Regions from separate parts of the Mus musculus genome. Here regions 1, 3, 4, 5, 6 and 7 are each linked to region 2. A link is a contact called in public Hi-C, Micro-C and promoter capture Hi-C data. All regions are on one chromosome and are shown on one strand. Each heading gives the region's core, a stretch centred on a gene start, on an enhancer-like site or on the middle of the called end of the contact. The rest is flanking DNA. Distances are from core to core; before and after follow the strand shown. Region 1 overlaps Marchf7 (membrane associated ring-CH-type finger 7). Region 2 holds the start of Wdsub1 (WD repeat, SAM and U-box domain containing 1). Region 3 holds the start of Cd302 (CD302 antigen). Region 4 has its middle 15 kb from the start of Gm39831. Region 5 has its middle 38 kb from the start of Marchf7. Region 6 holds the start of Ly75 (lymphocyte antigen 75). Region 7 overlaps Ly75 (lymphocyte antigen 75).

The links. Promoter capture Hi-C pulls out the DNA fragments that hold promoters and counts their contacts. A called contact is a pair of places that touch in the nucleus more often than the background predicts.
Region 1: a promoter capture Hi-C map of macrophages shows a contact between it and region 2, with 7 read pairs. The contact joins the enhancer-like site here to the promoter of Wdsub1 in region 2. A contact is called at or near these places in 9 of 39 promoter capture datasets (the 3T3-L1 cell line, the C10 cell line, the HPC-7 cell line and 7 more), 2 of 484 Hi-C or Micro-C datasets (the HPC-5 cell line and nephron progenitors), 1 of 115 datasets of contacts at active chromatin or transcription factors (embryonic stem cells) and 5 of 9 other capture datasets (adipose tissue, embryonic stem cells, liver and 2 more).
Region 3: a contact with region 2 is called in a promoter capture Hi-C map of pre-B cells. The contact joins the promoter of Cd302 here to the promoter of Wdsub1 in region 2. A contact is called at or near these places in 5 of 39 promoter capture datasets (the 3T3-L1 cell line, hippocampal neurons, liver and 2 more), 1 of 484 Hi-C or Micro-C datasets (embryonic stem cells), 1 of 115 datasets of contacts at active chromatin or transcription factors (pancreatic cancer cells) and 2 of 9 other capture datasets (adipose tissue and liver).
Region 4: a Hi-C map of uterus shows a contact between it and region 2. The contact joins the enhancer-like site here to the promoter of Wdsub1 in region 2. A contact is called at or near these places in 19 of 39 promoter capture datasets (the 3T3-L1 cell line, 3T3-L1-derived adipocytes, the C10 cell line and 10 more), 2 of 15 datasets of contacts at CTCF or cohesin (embryonic stem cells and pro-B cells), 21 of 484 Hi-C or Micro-C datasets (the AtT-20 cell line, the MC3T3-E1 cell line, bone marrow-derived macrophages and 10 more), 13 of 115 datasets of contacts at active chromatin or transcription factors (bone marrow-derived macrophages, craniofacial prominence, embryonic basal ganglia and 6 more) and 3 of 9 other capture datasets (embryonic stem cells, macrophages and pancreatic islet).
Region 5: a promoter capture Hi-C map of hematopoietic stem and progenitor cells shows a contact between it and region 2, with 2.2 times the contacts expected there. The contact joins the enhancer-like site here to the promoter of Wdsub1 in region 2. A contact is called at or near these places in 12 of 39 promoter capture datasets (the 3T3-L1 cell line, 3T3-L1-derived adipocytes, the C10 cell line and 7 more), 1 of 484 Hi-C or Micro-C datasets (nephron progenitors), 1 of 115 datasets of contacts at active chromatin or transcription factors (bone marrow-derived macrophages) and 3 of 9 other capture datasets (adipose tissue, embryonic stem cells and liver).
Region 6: a contact with region 2 is called in a Micro-C map of embryonic stem cells, with 2.8 times the contacts expected there. The contact joins the promoter of Ly75 here to the promoter of Wdsub1 in region 2. A contact is called at or near these places in 7 of 39 promoter capture datasets (the 3T3-L1 cell line, 3T3-L1-derived adipocytes, the C10 cell line and 4 more), 3 of 484 Hi-C or Micro-C datasets (embryonic stem cells, natural killer cells and regulatory T cells), 3 of 115 datasets of contacts at active chromatin or transcription factors (large pre-B cells, memory CD8 T cells and stem cell-derived neural progenitor cells) and 2 of 9 other capture datasets (adipose tissue and liver).
Region 7: a promoter capture Hi-C map of embryonic stem cells shows a contact between it and region 2, with 2.0 times the contacts expected there. The contact joins the enhancer-like site here to the promoter of Wdsub1 in region 2. A contact is called at or near these places in 11 of 39 promoter capture datasets (the 3T3-L1 cell line, the C10 cell line, the HPC-7 cell line and 4 more), 1 of 15 datasets of contacts at CTCF or cohesin (pro-B cells), 1 of 115 datasets of contacts at active chromatin or transcription factors (embryonic stem cells) and 2 of 9 other capture datasets (adipose tissue and liver).

The regions. Positions count from the first base shown.
Region 1 is chr2:60,238,112-60,240,811 of GRCm38.p6, forward strand. All of the region lies in intron 6 of Marchf7 (membrane associated ring-CH-type finger 7), which reads left to right. Among named protein-coding and RNA genes, the nearest start is that of Marchf7, 30 kb to the left of the region's middle. Within about 2 kb of position 1,405, at least 13 of the 459 cell types and tissues checked have an H3K27ac peak or open chromatin away from gene starts, as enhancers often do.
Region 2 is chr2:59,881,195-59,883,894 of GRCm38.p6, forward strand. Wdsub1 (WD repeat, SAM and U-box domain containing 1) reads right to left here and starts at 1,412. Exons shown (of 11, transcript NM_001379396.1): 1 at 1,284-1,412. It overlaps Gm52554 (a long non-coding RNA gene), which reads left to right and starts at 1,485. Exons shown (of 3, transcript XR_003954039.1): 1 at 1,485-1,498.
Region 3 is chr2:60,283,053-60,285,752 of GRCm38.p6, forward strand. It overlaps Cd302 (CD302 antigen), which reads right to left and starts at 1,432. Exons shown (of 6, transcript NM_001290660.1): 1 at 1,008-1,432. The coding sequence starts at 1,068.
Region 4 is chr2:59,525,791-59,528,534 of GRCm38.p6, forward strand. No RefSeq gene overlaps it. Among named protein-coding and RNA genes, the nearest start is that of Gm39831, 15 kb to the left of the region's middle. Within about 2 kb of position 1,306, at least 15 of the 459 cell types and tissues checked have an H3K27ac peak or open chromatin away from gene starts, as enhancers often do. A contact at or near this core is called in uterus, where this site is marked.
Region 5 is chr2:60,170,654-60,173,414 of GRCm38.p6, forward strand. It overlaps a transcript of Baz2b not described here. Among named protein-coding and RNA genes, the nearest start is that of Marchf7, 38 kb to the right of the region's middle. Within about 2 kb of position 1,353, at least 174 of the 459 cell types and tissues checked have an H3K27ac peak or open chromatin away from gene starts, as enhancers often do. A contact at or near this core is called in 3T3-L1-derived adipocytes, adipose tissue, bone marrow-derived macrophages and 3 more, where this site is marked.
Region 6 is chr2:60,381,879-60,384,609 of GRCm38.p6, forward strand. It overlaps Ly75 (lymphocyte antigen 75), which reads right to left and starts at 1,395. Exons shown (of 35, transcript NM_013825.4): 1 at 1,260-1,395. The coding sequence starts at 1,353.
Region 7 is chr2:60,315,856-60,318,555 of GRCm38.p6, forward strand. It overlaps Ly75 (lymphocyte antigen 75), which reads right to left. Exons shown (of 35, transcript NM_013825.4): 26 at 2,453-2,618; 27 at 234-401. Among named protein-coding and RNA genes, the nearest start is that of Cd302, 33 kb to the left of the region's middle. Within about 2 kb of position 1,441, at least 5 of the 459 cell types and tissues checked have an H3K27ac peak or open chromatin away from gene starts, as enhancers often do. A contact at or near this core is called in embryonic stem cells, where this site is marked.

The sequences.
Region 1 (2,700 bases), core at 155-2,654, 360 kb after region 2:
AAGACAAATCCCTGGGGCATCCAAGATGATTTGATTTGAGGAACAGCCTCAGGTCAGACTGTTGGTAAGAAGGTGAGAAAATGTTCTTCTAAATAAGCCAAGATAATTATGTAGAAGTGGGTACTCAGCATTGATGAGAATTGAAGAACCGTAAGATGCTAACCCACGTAATGGGCTAAGGATGTGATGTAAGCAAGGACACAGTGCTTGCTGCGCAAACTTGAGGTCAGATTCCTCGCACCCTAACATTGCCCCAGTCGGAGCACTGGAGTTCAGCTAGTCTAGCCAAATTGGAGAGTTTCTGATTCAGTTACAGACACAGCAGTCTCGAAAGTTAAGGGAGGCAGTGATAGAGGAGGGTACCCAGTGGTAGCCTCTGGCTTCCATGTGCACACACATGAACATACGTGTAATATGTATACACAAATTTTTCTAAGTGAAAAGATAAGATTGATGATATGTATGTTAAAGGGAGACACTACCTCATAAGCTCTTTTCCCAACAAGCTAAGATACAAGGTAGCAAATTAGGATACTATATGGGGTCATGTTGAGGTAGGGAAACATTGGAGCGTGTGTTTAAGAGGGTGTTGGGTTGGAGCAGGGAAAATCTGTGAATAGAATCAAAAGAAGGCATCTGGAGCACAGGGTGGATGGAGGAGAGCTGTTTCATGTCCAGGAAGCTCGTGTACATACGCATGTTGATCTGTTTATTGCTTTCGGGGGGTGACCTGCTGTATAAATGTTTCCATTTTCTTAGAGAAGGAGGTCTTTAATTGAGGGATAGGTTAGCAGATCTTTAGATGCTGGGAAATAACATTCTGGGGTGTAGATTAAGATTTTTTAGGTAACATTAATGTCCATATAATTTTAGAGAGAGGGAAACGATTTAATGGCAGAGTACCTCCTGTCATTTGTAAGATCCTGCATTTTAATACTCAGCCCTGCCAAAAATATTGAAATGAAAGACATGCATTTTTAAAGAGTGGTTTACTGATTCCTTGACACAGACATAGATTGAAATACTTGGCTCCTTTGCTAATGAATATGATTAAAGGTAAGTGCAAGATAAATAACCAGGAAGGGAGAAAGGATATCAATGTGATGTGTTATGGTGTTAAAATATGCTGGAGAATAGGAAGCTTTCAGTCCCATTGTGTTCTTCTGGAAGCATTATGGTGACTAAACAGTCTATAACAATTGGATGAAAATATCATGATTTCACATACAGCTCCGGCAAATGGGCAGCATAGTTTCTCAGCTTGTTTCTTTTTCTTTTTGTGAGGTGCAAAGGAAACTCCCAGTTCCCAAACTCCAAAAGGCAGAGATGAGCTCAACCTGGACTATTAAGTATTGCTGCCTATTAGACAGAAGCCAGCATTCCTAAGGGACTTGTGAAACCAGTTCCTACCTGCCAGAAGTAGTCACTTCCTTTAAGTCTGGCAGAAGGGACACATAGCTCTCTGGTGACATATACCTATGGTTGCCTATCAAAGCTTTTGCTGGTCCCCAGGCTCCTTTGGTATCACAAGTGCCTGTTGTGTGACCTCCTTCCCCCTAGCGTGCTGGTTTCTTACTTACCCACAGGTCCTGCCTCCATTCCCCTGTTCCTCTCACTGAGTTCTGTTTCCCCTCTGCTACTCTCCACTCTTGCAGATAACTCTGTAGGAGCTTTCTCTGACTTGGATTCCTCCAGAGAGGACTCTGGTTGTTTTCTCTCATTCACAATAAAAACTTCATACACTTTTTTTTTAAAGGCTACTTTTTAAGAAAAAGGTTTGATGCTTACTCTTTTTCTCAATCTTCAAAGTCTCTGGTTGTAGATTTGTGCAAGTTCATTTAAGATTATGAGTGGAGTTGAATTTAAACCTCTCTCGTCACTACTAATAAAACTTAACTTTAGGACAGATTTCAATTGGTAGCTGTATCTAATAATCCCCAAATAGTATAATATAAAGGCCTACTAAAGTCTAACTATGAGGACCTACTACTGTGGAGCTACTGCCTGTGATAAGCAAGTGTTGAATGTAACAAGTATCCCCCCACCGCCTCCAAAATTGTCAGTGTTAGCCACATTGACCTTTTTACAGTGTGTAATTTAGTGGTTACTTGAAAACTATTTCATCACCCAATGCAGAAAGTTTGTAGCCAGTAAACTGTTAATTCTCTCCCCATCTCCCTCTTCTCAATACCTAATATTTTGATAGCCTTGGTCTTTTGGCCTTTTTACATTTGCATATCTTAGTAGCTACATATAAATGCAATAGTAAAATATTTGTTATCTCTTTACCAGCATATCTTGGGTTGAGCCATGTTGTAAAATGTATGAGGACTTAATTCTACTAAATGTTGAAATCAGCTACTTTTATCTGAACAGAGGTGGATGCCCTTTTCCTCTTTTAGTCAGCAGGGCAGGCACTTTGCTTAGATCACAAACATGGCCGATATGTATGCTCTGATACCAGAAGTACTAATCTGTGTATGTCACTAGTGTTTGAAGTGCTAGGTCATTAAACAAAGCTTTCATTCCATGGCAGCATCCTTCAGGAGGAAGTAAGGAGGTCCAGATGATGTCACATTCCTTTGCCTCATTGTCAGCTTCCCATAATTACAGGATAGATGAATATGTGGGATTTTTAAAAAGGTATCTTAATGATGGGTGGAGGTGTGAACATCATATAGAACCTATTTGTCATTGTAC
Region 2 (2,700 bases), core at 162-2,661:
CCAATGGTAGATTCTGGGAGAGGGGGGCATTGTGTTCAGGTATCCAAGGCTGACCAGCATTTGTGTGAGTCTGGCTTATTTCACTTAGCAGGGTCATTTCTAGTTCCAACATTTTCCCACAAATATCATGATTTCATTTTTCTTTGTGGCAAAGTAAAATTCTATTGTGTATATGTACCGATTTTAAAAATCCATTTGTATCAGTTTAAAAAAATCCAACTGGCAACAGTCATCTAGATCAGTTCCATTTCTTGTGGTATGCAGCCTTGTACCGCACACAGTGCATGTATCTCTGTGGTAGGACTTAGATCTTTGGCTACATAAGATGTTGTACAGGCAGGTCGAATGTCAGTCTTCTGAGAATGCTTCATACTGATTCCTGCAGCGGCAGCCCCTGTGTGCATTCCCACCGCCAGTGACCACAAAGAAGTAGGCACCCTGTCCATATTGCTTATCTCTGCAACCACAGCATGCAAGGCAGTGCTAGGTACCTAACGTGCTCAAATGAAACTCCGTTCCAAATATAGTTGAGTTTGCTTTTAAATGTTACATATGAAATCTAGCATGGAATGATTTAGAAAGTAAAGCTTCCAAAACAAAAATCTAACTGTGGAAAAACAGTATAATTAAAAATTAGTGCCGGGCATCCTGGCCTGAGCCTGTAACACCAACACTAGGGAGGCAGAGGCAGGACGAGGATCAGGGGTTCAAGATCACCTTCAGCTAAACAAGGAGGTAAAGCCTACCTAACTAGTCTCAGAAAACCAACAAACGAGTAACAATCGCGGCTGAAACCATCCCTAAGAAACAGACGTGACCTCGACTTGTAAAATGGATAATCTCTTGTCTTCATCTAGTTTACGGAAATCTCTACAAATAAATAAGTAAATGTTTTCATTTTCATCTTCTTCCCAAAGTTCAGCAGCCTTCCCTCCAGGTCTCTCATAGCCTCACAAAACAAAACAAGCAGAAACACTCCAACAGGTTCTCGGAAAACAAGCTCAGATGGAGCTTTCTGGAGCCGGTCCAAATCCCCGGAGTGCCAATGCAGCGAGAGACTTTCCGAACCGGCTCCCGCTCTCTCTCTCTCGGCGCACAAGAGGCCGGGCGAGCCAGCAGGCCAGTGGGGTGTGCGTGACCGCAGCCCACCCGGTGGCCCGGTCCTGCCCCCGCCCCAACGCCACCTGGCGTGCAGCCCACACTCACTTCCCTCGCACCCGGACTGAGAGTCCCGCCTCCGGGCGGCTCCTCCCCTGCGCGGCTCCGGGGTCGAGGTCACGCACCTCCGGGTTCTGAGGTCACCAAGTCTGCACTGCCCCGGGCTCGGCCCCGGGCTGGGCCCCGAGCTGGGCTGCTGGGCTGGGCTGCTCACTAGGCAGAGCCCGACTCACTGGGTCACGTGTTACCTAACTGAGGTGGGCGTGGCTGCGGCGCAGGGAGAGCCGCGCAAGCCCCACCCCGCGCCCATGCCCGCGCATGCGTGCCCGCGGCAGCTCCGGTAGGCCGGTTCCCTGTGGGCTTTGGCTGTGGTAATTTACCTGGAAGTTGGTTTTTTTTCTTGTTTGTTTTGGGTTTTGTTTTGCTTAATGGTCCAAATGGGACTATATCATACTGCCGAATGGTAGTTTAACTTTTTTGCTCACAGAAAAAAAAAAGTTAGATTAAGCTCCTTCGTACTTAGATCTCTATCCACACTTCTGAACCTCAACTAGAGCTAAATAGAAATGGAACTACTGGGTGTATGAGCCTAAAGAATTTTCAGACTTACGTTACATACCAAGTACCCAGTGGCTCTGGGTTGTTTGTACTTGGCATGGTTTGTACTCTGAATGATATATGTAGAGTGGTGCCTGTCTCTCCACATTCTTGCCAGACTTGAGTGTTATCTTTTTCTATCTCCATAGTGACTGGAGCCCTGGTGAATGTGTATTTTGTTTGATATGGGCATAGCCGTATCAAGGAGCCCAGTGCCTTAGAGCCATGGGACTGGAAAAGCCACCCCTCCTGTCTGACGTTCTAACGTTAACGGGGTGTGCAGAAATGTCCTCTCTAGCTTTGTCCTCCTGGATGTTTACCGCCTGAAGACTGGTCCCCCACAGAGACTGCTCCTAGTGATGAGCTAAGCCTGTCTCCTTGTTCAGCTGTATACTATAAACCCTGCCATCTTAATTCAGCTATATGTTGAACTGTAACCCCTCTCTGTGTCCAACTGTATGTATTAAACAGGCTGGGTTCCCAGGGTTCTGCAGCCTTTTCCATGAGAGAGCCCAGACCATGTCATCCCAGATTCTGTGGATGTGTGTCTGTCACGCCTTCTTTCCTTTGAGGCCCGTTGCAAGGATGCAGCACATCTCCATCAATTTGACTGGCTATTATCTTAGTAAAATCTGTGAAATCTATGAAAGAAACCTAGGTGATAGTTAATAGTGTCAATGTGTCCAGAGCTAGAATCACCATGGAAACAAAGTTCTGGACATGGCTGTGAGGGATTTTTTTGATTAGGCTAATGAGGTGGAAAGGTCCACCCTAACTGTGGTGGTACCATCCCACTCGGTGACTTGGGCTGAAGAAAAAGGAGCACCAGTGTTTATCTCTTTCTTGACTTGGATGCAATGTGACCAGTTTCCCCAGGCAGTGCTGCCCATGTTCCCTGTCACGATGCTCTTTATCCTCTGGAACTGTGAGCCAAAGTGAACCACC
Region 3 (2,700 bases), core at 182-2,681, 400 kb after region 2:
GCCTAAGGAGGACTCAGAGGTGGTCCAGACTTCGAGGAAGCTCTAGTGCAGCCTTAGATAAAATTAAAGTACGTCTTGCTTCTGCTCTCAGAGAGGCAGCACACAGCCCGACTGGTCATCCGTGCTGCTCTACAGGAACCCAAGAAAAGAGCTTTGCAAGCTCAGAGCAACTCAGTGTGCTAGGTCTTCAACACCCAGGGCCTTTAAAATATCTCCCGCTGTCAGCCGATTTCACACAGAAATTTATTTAAAATGCAGTGAAATCCAGTGGAGGAAAAAAAAAATCCCTTGCATAATCCTGTTACTGAAGCCCACACAAGTGTCCACTTAGTTCTTGTTTACTTTGCTCTTTCATTCTCGGAAAGGATTGGTAGGATTGGTAGTGTTTTTTGGAAGGAAATCTCCCCCAGGGTTTCCCCATTAACATATTTTGACGTGCCTCCCCGGAAAGCCTGTTTAAAGAAAAACACATGCTCGGTGGAATTGTCTGTGTTCCTCGGGGTGTGTGTGTGTGTGTGTGTGTGTGTGTGTGTGCCATTTTGCAAGACTAATTATGTCTAATTTTTCAGATGTCACTGTATATCAGCCGACCAAAGGTTTCTCTAAATCGCAGTGTTTGTAGTGAGATCCCAGCCTGGCTTCTCCTCCCTCTGGATGCAGGGGTTATGTGGCTGAACTCTTTTCCTGTTTTAACAACTTGCCCACTAGCCATGGGACAGGGCCTGTTTCCTCCCTCCACCCCCAGGCCTCACCCCTTCCCTACTGCCACCCATTGAAGGGCTCTACAGTTCCTCTACCCTCTAGCGAGCTAACCGTCTTGGGGGGTCTGAGGTGAGGATACAGACACGGTGGAAGTGGGGTCCTCTGCTTTGGCCTTTGTCCCGGGTCTGGCTCTCTGAAGCCACCCAGCCTGAGAGATGGTTGCGGGATGGTCGGAGGACGAGGCACGTGGCCATCGGTGGGAGCGGGGACTCTGCACTCTCCGGGGCGCGGCAGGGGAAGCTTACCGGCGACGATGGCAGTGGCGAGGCTCAGCAGCACGAGCGAGGACAGCGCTGCGTGGGGCATGACTGCGCGGCGCCGAGAGCGGGCCGGGGGCGGTGCTTGTCGGGTGCGCAGCTCCCAGCTCAGTTGCGACGCCTCCCACTCGAGGCGGGGGAGTGGAGCCCAGGGTCGCACTGCTGGGACGCTCAGATCCCCAAGCGGCGGACACACCGCAGACTCCAACTTCTCTTCGTTAAAGATAAACTTCTCATTTGAACTGAAGTAATCTCAGACTTTCTAAAATGTTGCAAAAATAAATAGAACTTCCCGTAATCCTTGCGGCAGCTTCTCCAAATGTTAGCATCTTACATAACATCAGTGCAAGGATAGGAACCAGGACAGAGCATTGGTGGAGCACTGTTGACTAATCCATAGCACTTGTGGCATTTGACAATTATCTCTGTTCTAGGACCCTATCCAGGAACAAGCACATTTGGGTTCGTCTGATGTTTCTTCTTAGTAGAATTGTTTGTGCCCTTTTGGCAAGAATCATACAGAGGGACAAAGATTGATGGACTTTGGTTATTTAATGAAGGTGGTGTCAGCAACCGTAATCTCCCTTTTCACAATTCCCTCCTGGTGGACTATGCCTCTTAGAAAATATATCTCTGCCACTAGTTACTGTATCGAAAGTAAAGGAGAATAACGGAACAGGAAGGTTTGACTGGGATGGGGGTAGAAGCACAAGTTAAAGGAAGGAATATGGGATGGGACAGCTAACACAGCCTCTATGGGGCAGGAGAAGGAAGCGAAGGAAAGAGGAAGAGAGGGAGGGAGGAGAGGGGAAGGGAAAGGGGAAGAGAAGGAGGGGGGAGGGAGAGAGGAAAATTTTAATGGAGTTACCTTACAAGAGGGAAAGAAGATAGATACCACCTAGCAAATAAAACCCCAGTACCAAAAACGGGTTCTTCTTGAGTTGTTGCCAATGGAATCTCATAAAGCCCCAAGAACTACAGGTCAGTGCCAATAGTCTTGGCTATCTTCAGAACTTGTTGGTAAGCCCCTGTGGCCGAAGAAACCACATCGCTGAGTCAGGTAAGGTGGTCAAGATGGCACTAACTTGGAAGCTTCAACTCTCCCATTTAGCTTTCTTCGCTCCGGGAAGTGCTTGCTGTGCACACGGATGTAGGAGGAAATACTTCTTTCTCCTCCATTCGTGTATACAGCACACACCTCTATCTCATCCAGATATGAACCTTGTAAGGTACAGCAATGATGGGGCCCAACAAGATATGGGTACTGCTGTGGTAGTTGGATGAATGTCACAAAAGTAACCAACCATTTTATGATTGGATCTAAGTCCCGCCAGTACCATACCTGGCACTGTGCCAAGAACCTGTGGCTAAATAGATTGCAGTCCCTAAGGGGAAGCACAATGCTATTATTCTGCTAAATGGCCATAGTATTAAAGTAATTCCTAGAGACCTACTGCTTTGCCCATAGATGAGCGTATCTCTCAACCTTCATCAGAAAAGTGTCTCCTCACAGTAAATGGCAATTAATAGACACCTTCCACTAGTCAATGTCCAGAAAATAAGAAACCATGGAGGGCTTGGCCCTAAGTGGGATTTGCATATTGCACCCCTCCCCTCAAGGTTCAGGAATCTTTGAGGAAGAAAGGTCAGAAAGATAGTAAGAGTCAGAGCTCGTGGATAG
Region 4 (2,744 bases), core at 56-2,555, 360 kb before region 2:
TTCTCTAGTTTTTACTTTGCTAGTCCAGTTTTTACTTTTGCAAGATCTGAGATGGCATTGGATCATGCAGGTGTTGGTAAGGTGAGAGAAACCCTTGAAAGCCTCCGGTGAATGCACCTGAAGTGGCATCTAATTTTCCACCCAAAGGGGCCACACTCACTACCTGAGAAAACCAGGAATGATGCAGAACTCCTGTCGCTCCTTTGGATTCTTTTCCTGCACGCACTCATTTCTATCATGAAGTCCTGGGCCATGGCTGCAGGTTGCTGAGAGCAGATGAAGAAAATTTCTGGGCCTCCTTCACTGTCTCCTTGGAAACTTCAAATTTAGTTTGCTGTGGCTACAACATTCCTCAGGTCGGGCGGTGGTGGCTCACGCCTTTAATCCCAGCACTTGAGAGACAGAGGCAGGCGGATTTTTGAGTTGGAGGCCAGCCTGGTCTACAGAGTGAGTTCCAGGACAGCCAGGGCTACACAGAGAAACCCTGTCTAGTAAAACAAAAACAAACAAACAAAAACAAAAAACAAAACAAGATTCCTCAGGTAACATGCCGAGACCTGCCAGGCCTCCTGAGAAGGAAGACTTCTACTACACCTCAAACCAGGTGTGTACTTCTAGAACATTCTTAGTACCACACACAGACACACAGACACACACACACACACACACACACACACACATTCTCTCTCTCTCTCTCACTCACACACACACACATCATCATCATCAAAACAAACCTCTCTGACTTCAGCTTCTGACCATGAATGTCCTTTTCTGGACTCTGGCTCTTGCCATCCCTGTAATAAGAATCTCTGTGGCTAACCTTGGCCGACCTGCATAATCAGGTATCCATGCATCTCAGGATCTTAAATCAGTCACATGACAACTACCTTGTGTGAGCTAGTTCATTCAGAGACTTCCAAGACCAAAAACAGAGGTGATTCCGTCAAACATAATCAGACCCTGCCAGGTTTTCTCAGCCTAGCCAATCCTGGAGTTCAGTGCCCCGACCCCAGCAGGTTTAAGCCTGGCCAGCTCTTCTAAGGCTCCAGGCTGCAATCAGTCCATGAGCTCCTGCCTGGCTTCACAGCATCGATGCAGCTTGGAGGCCTGAGCATCAGGAAGAGTTTTATAGGTCAGCGCAGGAATTTCAATCTCGGTGTCACGGACACAGTGGGTAAGCACAAAGGGAACACAGTTAAAATGTGCTTATACTTCGGCCAGCCCCCATTCTTTCCAAGGCCTGGCTTCTGAGGGTGTAGCTCCACGGGGGTGGAGCTGGTCCAATTTCATGCAGGACAATTCTGGGAATTCTAGGATGCTTAGCATCCCAGACCTTTGCTCTATAAAGTCTCGCCTCATCCTCCTCCCCACCAACCATTGTGACAATCAAAACAGACTCCCACGCACTTCCTAATGACCACTAGCAGGGCGGCATTGCCAAAAACCTCAGGCAGGACGATGCTTATCTGTGTAGTTGAAGGTCCTCAGGGAGAAACTGTTTCTTAGAACACAAACAAACACTTGGTCAGGTTTTAAATGCTGGGTCCCAAGTAAAACCCTAAACTCTGAGGGCTAAGGTGGCTCCTGGGGAGGTTTGTGGTGGGGGAAAAGGAGCTGTCAACTTCTCCATGATCCCCACTGCCAGCTTGATGACCTCAGTGAGAGTTCAAGGCCAGCCTGGACTACTTGAAACTGCACTTCAAAACAAAAACAAAACAAAAGCCAAGAGGTGCTCCCCACTCTTCTTGCTGATGGGTTGATGCTACGTTTCGATATGGTTTGTCCATTCTGAAACTCCTGTTGGAAATTTGGCTGCTACTGTGGGTGTCTCAGAAGGTGAAGGCTTTGATGCAATAGTTAGAGGAGAATTACAGCCTTTCCTGAGGGACTGAGTGTACGTTTGAGTGAGAAAGTTGTGATAAAGTGTACCCACACCCCGTGTTCCATCTCTTACACAGATTGCCCTTCGGTTCTCTGCTGTGTTCTGACCCACACACGTGGTCATGGATTCCAGAGTCACGAACTATACCCACCGCTACACTTTTTAAGTTACAAGGTCTCAGATGTTTTCTCATAGCAACAGGAAATGGTATATGATTGCGTGTAACTGATTTATCTTCTCTGATGGGGTTTTGTGGGGTTTTTTTAGAGCTTCCTCCATGGGAATCTTTGTCACAACTCACAGTACCTAAGAATGCTTTACATGGCCTGAGGTCATGGCCCCGCATCCCTATATCCTTGGCAATGTACATGTATGTCCTATGTACATACAGAGAGGATAAATATGTCTTTCCATGGAAAAGAGGGCAAAATCTGGAAGTCCATTTTTGTTCCATAGATGGTGTCCACGGCCTAACTTTGAAATATTATGCCTATCGCAGCTCAACACGGAGCTGAGCCTTCCATTGCAATATCCTGCTATGGTTACAGATTCAGAGAGCATTTCCAGGGCAAACAATGTAAGAGATGATGCTCAAGTGCTAAGAATCGCTGAGTCCCTGAGTTTTAGGTTTGTTTGTTTTGTTTTGTTTTGTTTTGTTTTTCTTTTATAACCCTGGCTGTCTCTGAACTTGATCTGTAGACCTGGCTGGCCTTAAACTCAGAGATTACCCCTGCCTATGCCTCCCAAGTGCTTGGATCAAAGGCATACACCATCACCACCCAGCAGGTTTTCATAGCTTTGACAAGAGTATTTAACTCGTGTGTGTGTGTGTGTGTGTGTGTGTGTGTGTGTTCGTCCCAAT
Region 5 (2,761 bases), core at 103-2,602, 290 kb after region 2:
TATAGTGAGACAGATATGCTGACATCTCTTCTGCCATAAACTTCATTCTTTCCTGGGTCGGTCGATGGATGACTTTCTTCCTCTTCTGTGAATGGCCAGTCCTGGCTGCTGCTTTTTCTTTTATTATTCCTTCCTTCCTTCCTTCCTTCCTTCCTTCCTTCCTTCCTTCCTTCCTTCCTTCTTCTTTCCTTCTTTCAGGGCCTTATATGTCCTTGGTTGGCCTGGAACTTGATTTGTAGATGAAGAAGACCTTGGGTTTCTGATCCTCCTGCCTCCACTTCTTAGGTGCTGAGATCACAGACGTGTGCTCCCTTGCCTAGGTTTATACAGTGCTGCGGATTCCAGAGCCTGGGGCTTCTTAGGCAAACACTTTACCCTGCTTTAGCTCCTGTGTGTAACACTTCTTCAAGCAGGCATTCGCAATGCTCGTGTATTCCTTGTGAATTAATTTAGTTTGTGCTTATACTGGAATTCCATGTCTGGATTGGTTCTCAGAGATAAGTGTGAGACATGGCAGTATTGGTTGTCATTTATTTATTGTTTGCGCTTAAAATGGGTCATTATGTGCTTAGCTGGCTTTATAAACAGGGCATCAGTTTTTACTTGGAACTTACTTCTCGCTGGTGTCCACATCTTTCCCTAGCATCCAGGATTTTTCTGCTATGATTCAGCTGCACATACTTTCAACGCCTTCACTGTGTCTATTAGGGATGTCTGTCTCTCACTCCCTTGACAGAGACAGAATTCTTAAGAATATACTCGATGGTTGTGGTGGTGGTGGAGCACGCCTCTAATCCCAGCACTCAGAGGCAAAAGCAGGTGGATCGCTGAGTTAGAGGCCAGCCTGGTCTACAGATTCCAGGCCAGCCAGGAATACACAGAGAAACCTTGTCTCAAAAAGACCAAAAACAAAAACAAGCACACAAACGAAAAGTTTAGAAATACTTTAAACCTAGTAAAAATCAATTGTTAGAATTGGAATGGCTTCTTCCTAGATCCAGGTCTCCCAGGACTGTGTTTAGGGGAGTGACTGTTGAAGCGTAGTCCTTTGCCATTTTGCCTGCTCTGGCTGTTTTGCCTAGGTTCAAGCCATCCTAGCAGGACTGAAAATGTTTTAAAGATACTTGGGTGCCTTCCCATCATACTATTGAAAACAGTAGTTTCAAGAAATTTGGAATTTTCCAGGGAATTTGATCCTGCGAGAAGAAAAAACCTGGGCACAGTGCCAACCACAGGAGGCGCTTGTCTCTCAGATGGGTATTTACTTCACACAGTCCTGACAGCTAATCACGCCAGTTCACTTCACTGGAGCCAAGCAGTGATGAGCATGACCACACCTTGGCCAGTGTGCTTAGTCATGCACACCCTTGTCTTCCATTTAAGTCTAAGCCTGAGCTGGCAAGCTGGCTCAGTCAGTGACGTGGTTGCCACCCAACCATGAGAACCTAAGTTCAGTTCCTCAGAACCCACATAAAACAAAACAAAACAAAACAAAAGCCTAGGTGTGTGGCGAGATCTTAGACTCCAGGTGTTAAGTGGAGACAGACAGATTCCTGAAGCCTGGCTAGTGACTTAGGGACCTCCAGCTTCAGTGAAAGACCCCATCTCAAAGAATAAAGTGGAGGTGGTGGAGAAAGATATTCCATACCAAGTACCTTCTGGACTGCAAGTGCACATGGACAAGTGCACGCACACACACACACACACACACACACACACACACGCACACAGACAGACAGACAGACAGACAGACACACACACACACACACACTATACAAAAACTCAAGCCAGGAAGCTGAAGATGAATTTGAGGGATGGTTAGTATACCTTTGTTCCTCTTTCCATTCAGTTGTGGCTACATATAATAAATTTCCTTTTTCTGTCTTTAACTATGCTGTGTATGAGTGTTTTAACTGGCCTCTGGAGGTGGGTGGCTGAGCCACGGTGGGGCCAGGCTCTGACCCTAACAACTGTGGTAACAAAGCCAGTCAAGAATCACTTGTCCGTCACACTGCATTCACTATAGATGCCTCCCTTCATTGCACAGCAGAACCCAGTGCTAGTCACACTTAGCTTTGTGGTCTGTGGGGCCAGTAGGTTCTCACTTCCCCTAGACACCACTGTCTTTATGTAGCCTGAATTGGCTAAAGCCCCAGCCAATAGATGTTGTCTGAAGTGTGTCAGAAGCAACCAGCAGAGTTCAGCAGGAGGAGGGAGAACTTGGGAACTCAAACCTCTGTCTGCCAATGTTACTCACAACTTTCCAGTCCCACCCAGTGTAAGAAGCGGAAATGATTACTAAACTGAGGCAAGACAGAGACACTCAGAGCAGAGCAGAGCCCCTTACTCAGAAATCATGTTGATGCCTCTTCCCCTCAGAGATACAAGAATTGCAGCACTATTAACAACTGCTTAGAGCCCTTCTCCCTTCATAGCTATAAACCTGCAATTTCCTAGTAATCTCACCTGAAAGCCATTTATAGGGAAAGGATGTGTCCTAAGCCTGTTGTGTAGCCCTGGTGGCTTCAGAATTTACCTTATGAGACTGAAATTCCATTCAAGTTATGCCCGAATCACCTTATAATATCACTCATCTAAAGAGAGAGAGAGAGAGAAAAGAAAAACAACAAAACAAGGTCTCTTTGCAAACTTGAAGATGTACCTTGCAAACCACCAGAAAGGCATATATGGCCAATGCTGAGACAAGTACAGCGCCCCCTTGAGCCCATACACAAACTTGGCGACTCTGGAGCCCACAGCC
Region 6 (2,731 bases), core at 145-2,644, 500 kb after region 2:
AATCTGATGGAAGAATTTTCCCAATCAAGGTTCCTCTACCAGATGACAGTAGCTTGTGTCAGGTTGATGACAAACAAACAAACAAACAAACAAAAAACCAACAGGGACATTTGGATATTAAGGGAATCTTAAAATTTGTGAAGGAAGCAAAACAGGACTCCCAGATGTAGGTAGAAACCAAGAGAGAAGTGATTGGAAGTTAGCATGCTCTCTGCTGTAAACTGCTGCAGGTAGAGTTTTCTCCTCGGATTATGCAACAGACAGAATTGAGCTCTCATATCACTAAAAGATTCTACTATATTACTTCCTTTGGTTGTTCCAGTGCAGAAGGTCAAAGGACCATTGAGAAGAGTCGGTCAAGACAGGACTCATTAAAGGGTAGGTTGATGACACCTAGTCTTGCAGAGCACTCTTTCCATAACTCTGGACACCATCTACATCAGAAAGTAAGTAAGCGTAGCTCCAAAGAAAGCCAGAGGCACACTCAGAACTTCCTAAAACACATCTTGACCACCTTTTCCTTCTTCACACCGGTGAGATAGCAGAAGTAGCTGGTGAATGTTTGCAGCCTATAGGCTGCCATTTATATAGTCCAGTTAAATAAAAAGGTCCTTGGCACACCTTTCGTTGAAGCAAAAAGAGAAAGTAAAAGCAAAACTCTAACTGCTAAGTGGGATGGTGCTGCTGGCACTACGTGAGCTTTACAGAAGGCATCCTTTCCCCACTGACAGGAAGTGACCTGCACTTCTGTTAGGGGCCAGCTGAGTTGGGGAGCATTTGGAAATAATAACCAGATTAGATGAGCCTCTGCTCATGGGGACTGGGAAGGGCATCCTAATACTCCTTCCTGGCTGACTTCTGGGGACAATGGTTGAACCTGATTTCCTTTTCCTTGCGTTAAGTGGGCACAGTAAAGTCGTGATGGCTGGGAGTCCTTGTGGTGTTGGGTGAAGGCTCATCATTGTCCCGGAGGTTCCAAGACGACCAAGGGGCGACAGGGATGTAAAAGGAGGTGGTGAACCTCAGGAAAGCATGATTTCAGGGGACAGTGGAGGACCAAGGGGCAGAAAAGTCTCTGGGAAAGAGCTGTGGGCCTCTTCTAGGCAGAGGGTCCCTCCGCACCACATGGCCTTGCCCGCTGCTCTCCTAGGCCAGACCTCCCTACTTGTCTGCTCCAGAGACACAGAGAGCAAAGCGATCGCGACCCGACCCGAAGGAGGCAAATGCTCAGAGCAGCAGCGTCGAGGTCGCCCGGTTACCTGAGCTCTCAGAAGGCTCCACAAGCCCGAAGGACCGCAGCAACAGCAGGAGTAGCCCCGCCGCCAGGCCCGGGGTCACCCGGCCCGTCCGCATCTCCAGTCCCAAGCCTCTCCTGCCCGCACCGGCTTCAGCGGTGAGCCCCGCCGGCCTCACCACGCCTCTGGGGCAACCTCTGAGGCGCGCAGACCCCGCCTCCGCCGCGCTCGGCCAATCAGAGCTCCGCTTTGGGTCCCGGGCCCAGCGGAGGCTTTGCAGGAGTCCCCACCCACCCAAGGCAGACCTCTGCGAAGGCTCGGGACCTCCAGAAGGCGGGAGGAGTGCACAGGACAACCACAGGGTTTGGGAGTCCACTCCCCATCTTCTTAAGCAAATTTGGGGAAGTGCGGCTCTGTCAGTGTAGCATTTGTCCTTCCTTGTAGAGAGACAAGGCGGTGAGCTAGGGCTTCGGACCTTGGCTGGTTGGAAATGTGCACACAACCACGTGGGGTCACTATGGACCGCGGGGTGGGGGGGTGGGGGTGGGGAGTGCACACTTGGATATGCGGTGACCTCAGTTGTGCTTAACAACATCATAGTCATTTTGGAAGTATGAGTAAAGGTGGAGTAAAGGAACGTTGGGGGGTTGACCTGAAATTGTCAACCCATATTAAACGTGACAGTTATTCCAGCAATTGTACTACTTTTAAGGAGATTTAACTATTGGACCTTTGCAGAGTTCTTTTTTTCCCCCCATTAATAATCTAGTAGTAACAATCTATTTGAAATGTGGAAGTCTGCACCCAGAATCTGAAATTCAAGCCCATTTATTCTGTCCCTTGGACAACGCTACCACAAATAGGACAAGTTCCAAACTAACTAACTTGCCTAGAAGTGAAAATTTTTTGAAATATTTATTGAGTATAGGGTACTTGAGATAGCTCTCATCCCTGTTCCTCAAAGGTGGCTATTATCCTCAGGATTTGTCTAGGTCTACTTTCCAAGTTCCAACTGCCCAGGTGGTTCTAAACTCATCCTGGTACCATACTTCTCCTCCCATGCTTTGGCCTTTGTGTTTAGTGGCTACACAGAGCACTTAGCATAGTAAAGAGGCACGCCTCGATTGCCTTCTGGCCTTATGGAAGAGTTGAAGCCTACACAATAACTTGGGCAAAGTGCACAGGAGGATCAGACAGAGCATCCAGAAAGGTAACTGCTCAACCGGAACTGGAGAGATGGCCGGGGTTTGGGGATGGGGGAGTAAAACAGAGGCAAAGAATGCAAAGTGAGCTTGGAGATCCAGTGTGACTGATAGTAGGAGAGAGAGAGAGAGAGAGAGAGAGAGAGAGAGAGAGAGAGAGAGAGAGAGAGGGATGGAGGGACAGAGGGAGAGAGAGAGAGAGAGAGAGAGAGAGAGAGAGAGAGAGAGAGAGAGAAGGGAGGGGGAGGAAGCAGTTTCGCGACCTTAAGATCCAGACAGTAGAAAGCATTAGCC
Region 7 (2,700 bases), core at 191-2,690, 430 kb after region 2:
AGACCAAGGTCCATCTCTTTGACCTTGGCTCCAATTAGTGGTGTAACTGAGTTTCCTGCCACACGGGGTGACCTGTTCGTCTTCGGTCAGTCTAGGCTGCTTTGGGACCACTTCTCTGTTCTCTACTGTGAGAACTAGGAGAGGTCATCACCAGTGCTACCCTGGGGATGGATCTTCATACCAGGTGATGAGTGTATCGTCCCGATACACGATGGCAGTGGGACATTACTTACGCAGCTTCTCGCACGTGGACTGCACTTCCTCCGGTGTGACTGTCTTATGCCTGTTGTTGGTAATCATGAAATTGTAGCAGGAGTTCTGGAATGGTATCCATGGGGTGCTCTGTACAGGAGACGGGCATTTAGCAGTGTCCAGTGCTCTGACCTCCTCCTCAGTCTCATCTGGGGGAAGAAAAGTTAATGGTAAGAACTCTAATTTCGGATGTAAATGTTAAATCCTGTTCACAGTCATTAGACTTGATTTGTGGGAAATATGAAGGAAGTGAGGAAGTGACAGCCTTGTTCTGTTTACACTTGAATATAGCATGAAGCATGCTGGCTCTCTGTGGTGAGGAAATTATCTGACATAATTTTCTTACTCCTGCTGTGGAGTGGAGGAATGTGAAAAAAAAAGAGGCGTTTTTAGGTTACATGAGTTTCTGTCTTCCTGTTTTATTAAATGTCAAGTGCCAGGAGCCTCCTCAGAGGGACTCTATAAACATATTAATTAACAATAGGCATCTAACTGCAACCGTGAGATTCACTCTCACATTTCTGCTTACTGATTTCTCTAATTTTAATGAAATAACTTCAATGAAATAGTTATTCTTTTAACAAAATTAAACAGAAATATCATTTAGAAAATGGCCTTTAGAATATCTCATTTTTTTTATTCTATGAAAGTAATATATTCAAGAGGATGCAAGTATAGATACGCTAAAGTCAAAATAATTCAGATTCATTATGTCTTAGAGACTATCTGGCATTTTCCTCCCATTTAGCAGCAAACCCCTTTGTCTCAGAAACAGTGTGTTCTTTTTACCACAAACCCAAGAATGTGGGCCCCTGACAGGGCTGGGGATTGCATATTCTCAGGCTGAGGCCAATGGATTCTAGGAGCTTGAAAGGTTGGATTCAGATGTCATACACTCACCTCATTGATAGGCAGAAGAGAGAGTTGCAGAGCAGCCATGTTCTGCTACTGGGCAGAAAGGGCAGAAAGTTCACAAGGGGCAGAGTGCAGACACAGAGAGAGGCAGAAAGGACAGGCGCACACATGGTACATCTCTGGGTTTCTGTTTTCTTGTTGGTGTCAGGAGATTTTTTTGGTTTGTTTTATTTTGTGTTTTGAGATAGCGTCTTGCTATCTAGCCTTGACTGGCCTGGAATTTCCTTTGTAGACCAGGCTGGCCTCACGCTCATAGAGAGCTGCTTGCCTGAGGCTCCCTAGTGCTGGGTGTCTGAAGCCCATTTCCGGGTGGTTGAGTTCCATCTTTGTTTGCAGGGTGGTTTTCTAAATTCCCTTCTGACTGAAGCTGCCTCAAGTGAGTGCAGCTCCCCATAATCAACTGAGCCTTTGTTTGTTTCTGAGACAGGGGCTTGCCTGGCAGCCCAGGCTTGGCTGAGCTTTGCCTGGTCTTCTGCTCCACCTCTGAGTGTTGTCCTTAAAGGTATGTGCCACCATGCCTGGAATTTTAACAGTGGCTCACGATGTTAGTCATTGATGTTAAGGATTAATTAAGGCCAGGCGGTGGTAGTGGCGCACGCCTTTAATCCCAGCACTCGGGAGGCAGAGGCAGGCGGATTTCTGAGTTCGAGGCCACCCTGCTCTACAAAGTGAGTTCCAGGACAGCTAGGGCTACACAGAGAAACCCTGTCTCGAAAACAAAACAAAACAAAACAGAATTAATTAATAAAGAGTTTCCATAAGTTAGCTTTGTAAGTATATAAAAGTAAAACTATATGTGACATGAGGCAGAACGGGACTGTATATGTCCATCAATGTCAATTAACATAGTCAGCTGGTATACAAAAGACAAACTCCAAAGTAAGAACTAAGGACAAAGCAATCCATAATCAACAATTATGAATACAAATCCTTGCACCAGTTCTGTTGGGGAAAAAAATGACTATGGTGGGAACTGGGGGTAGCTCTGTGGTTAAGAGATGTCTGCTCTCACCGAGGACCTGATTTGATTCCCAGCACCTATATCGTGGCTCACAACACGTGTGACTCCAGTTCTAGGATTGTGACGTCCTCTTCTGGCTTGATGGACACTAGGCATGCACGAGGTGCACAGCCACGTGTACTACCCAAACACGCAATAATGATACACTATGATAATGACTTTCTTATAATCCCCTAATACAAAATAAGAGTTTGCAAAACCAAACAGACACAGTTTTACTACTCCGGATGGGTAAGGGGATGGAAACAGTTGCAATCCACATACTTCCTGGATAGTAGCAAATGGCGCCAGGCTGGTTATCATCACAGTCAGCTGTTTTCCAGAATCCATCTGTGTCTAATATCACGCAGTCATCAAGTTGCTCATTGCTTCCAGCCCAGTTACTAAATTGAAGACGTTTCCCATCTGACCAACCAAAGTTGAGTTCATCCTATGAGGTGTAGAAATTCATTTCAGAGACAACATTGACATTATTTCTCTATATTACTTTAACCCATGAGATCAAATGTTTA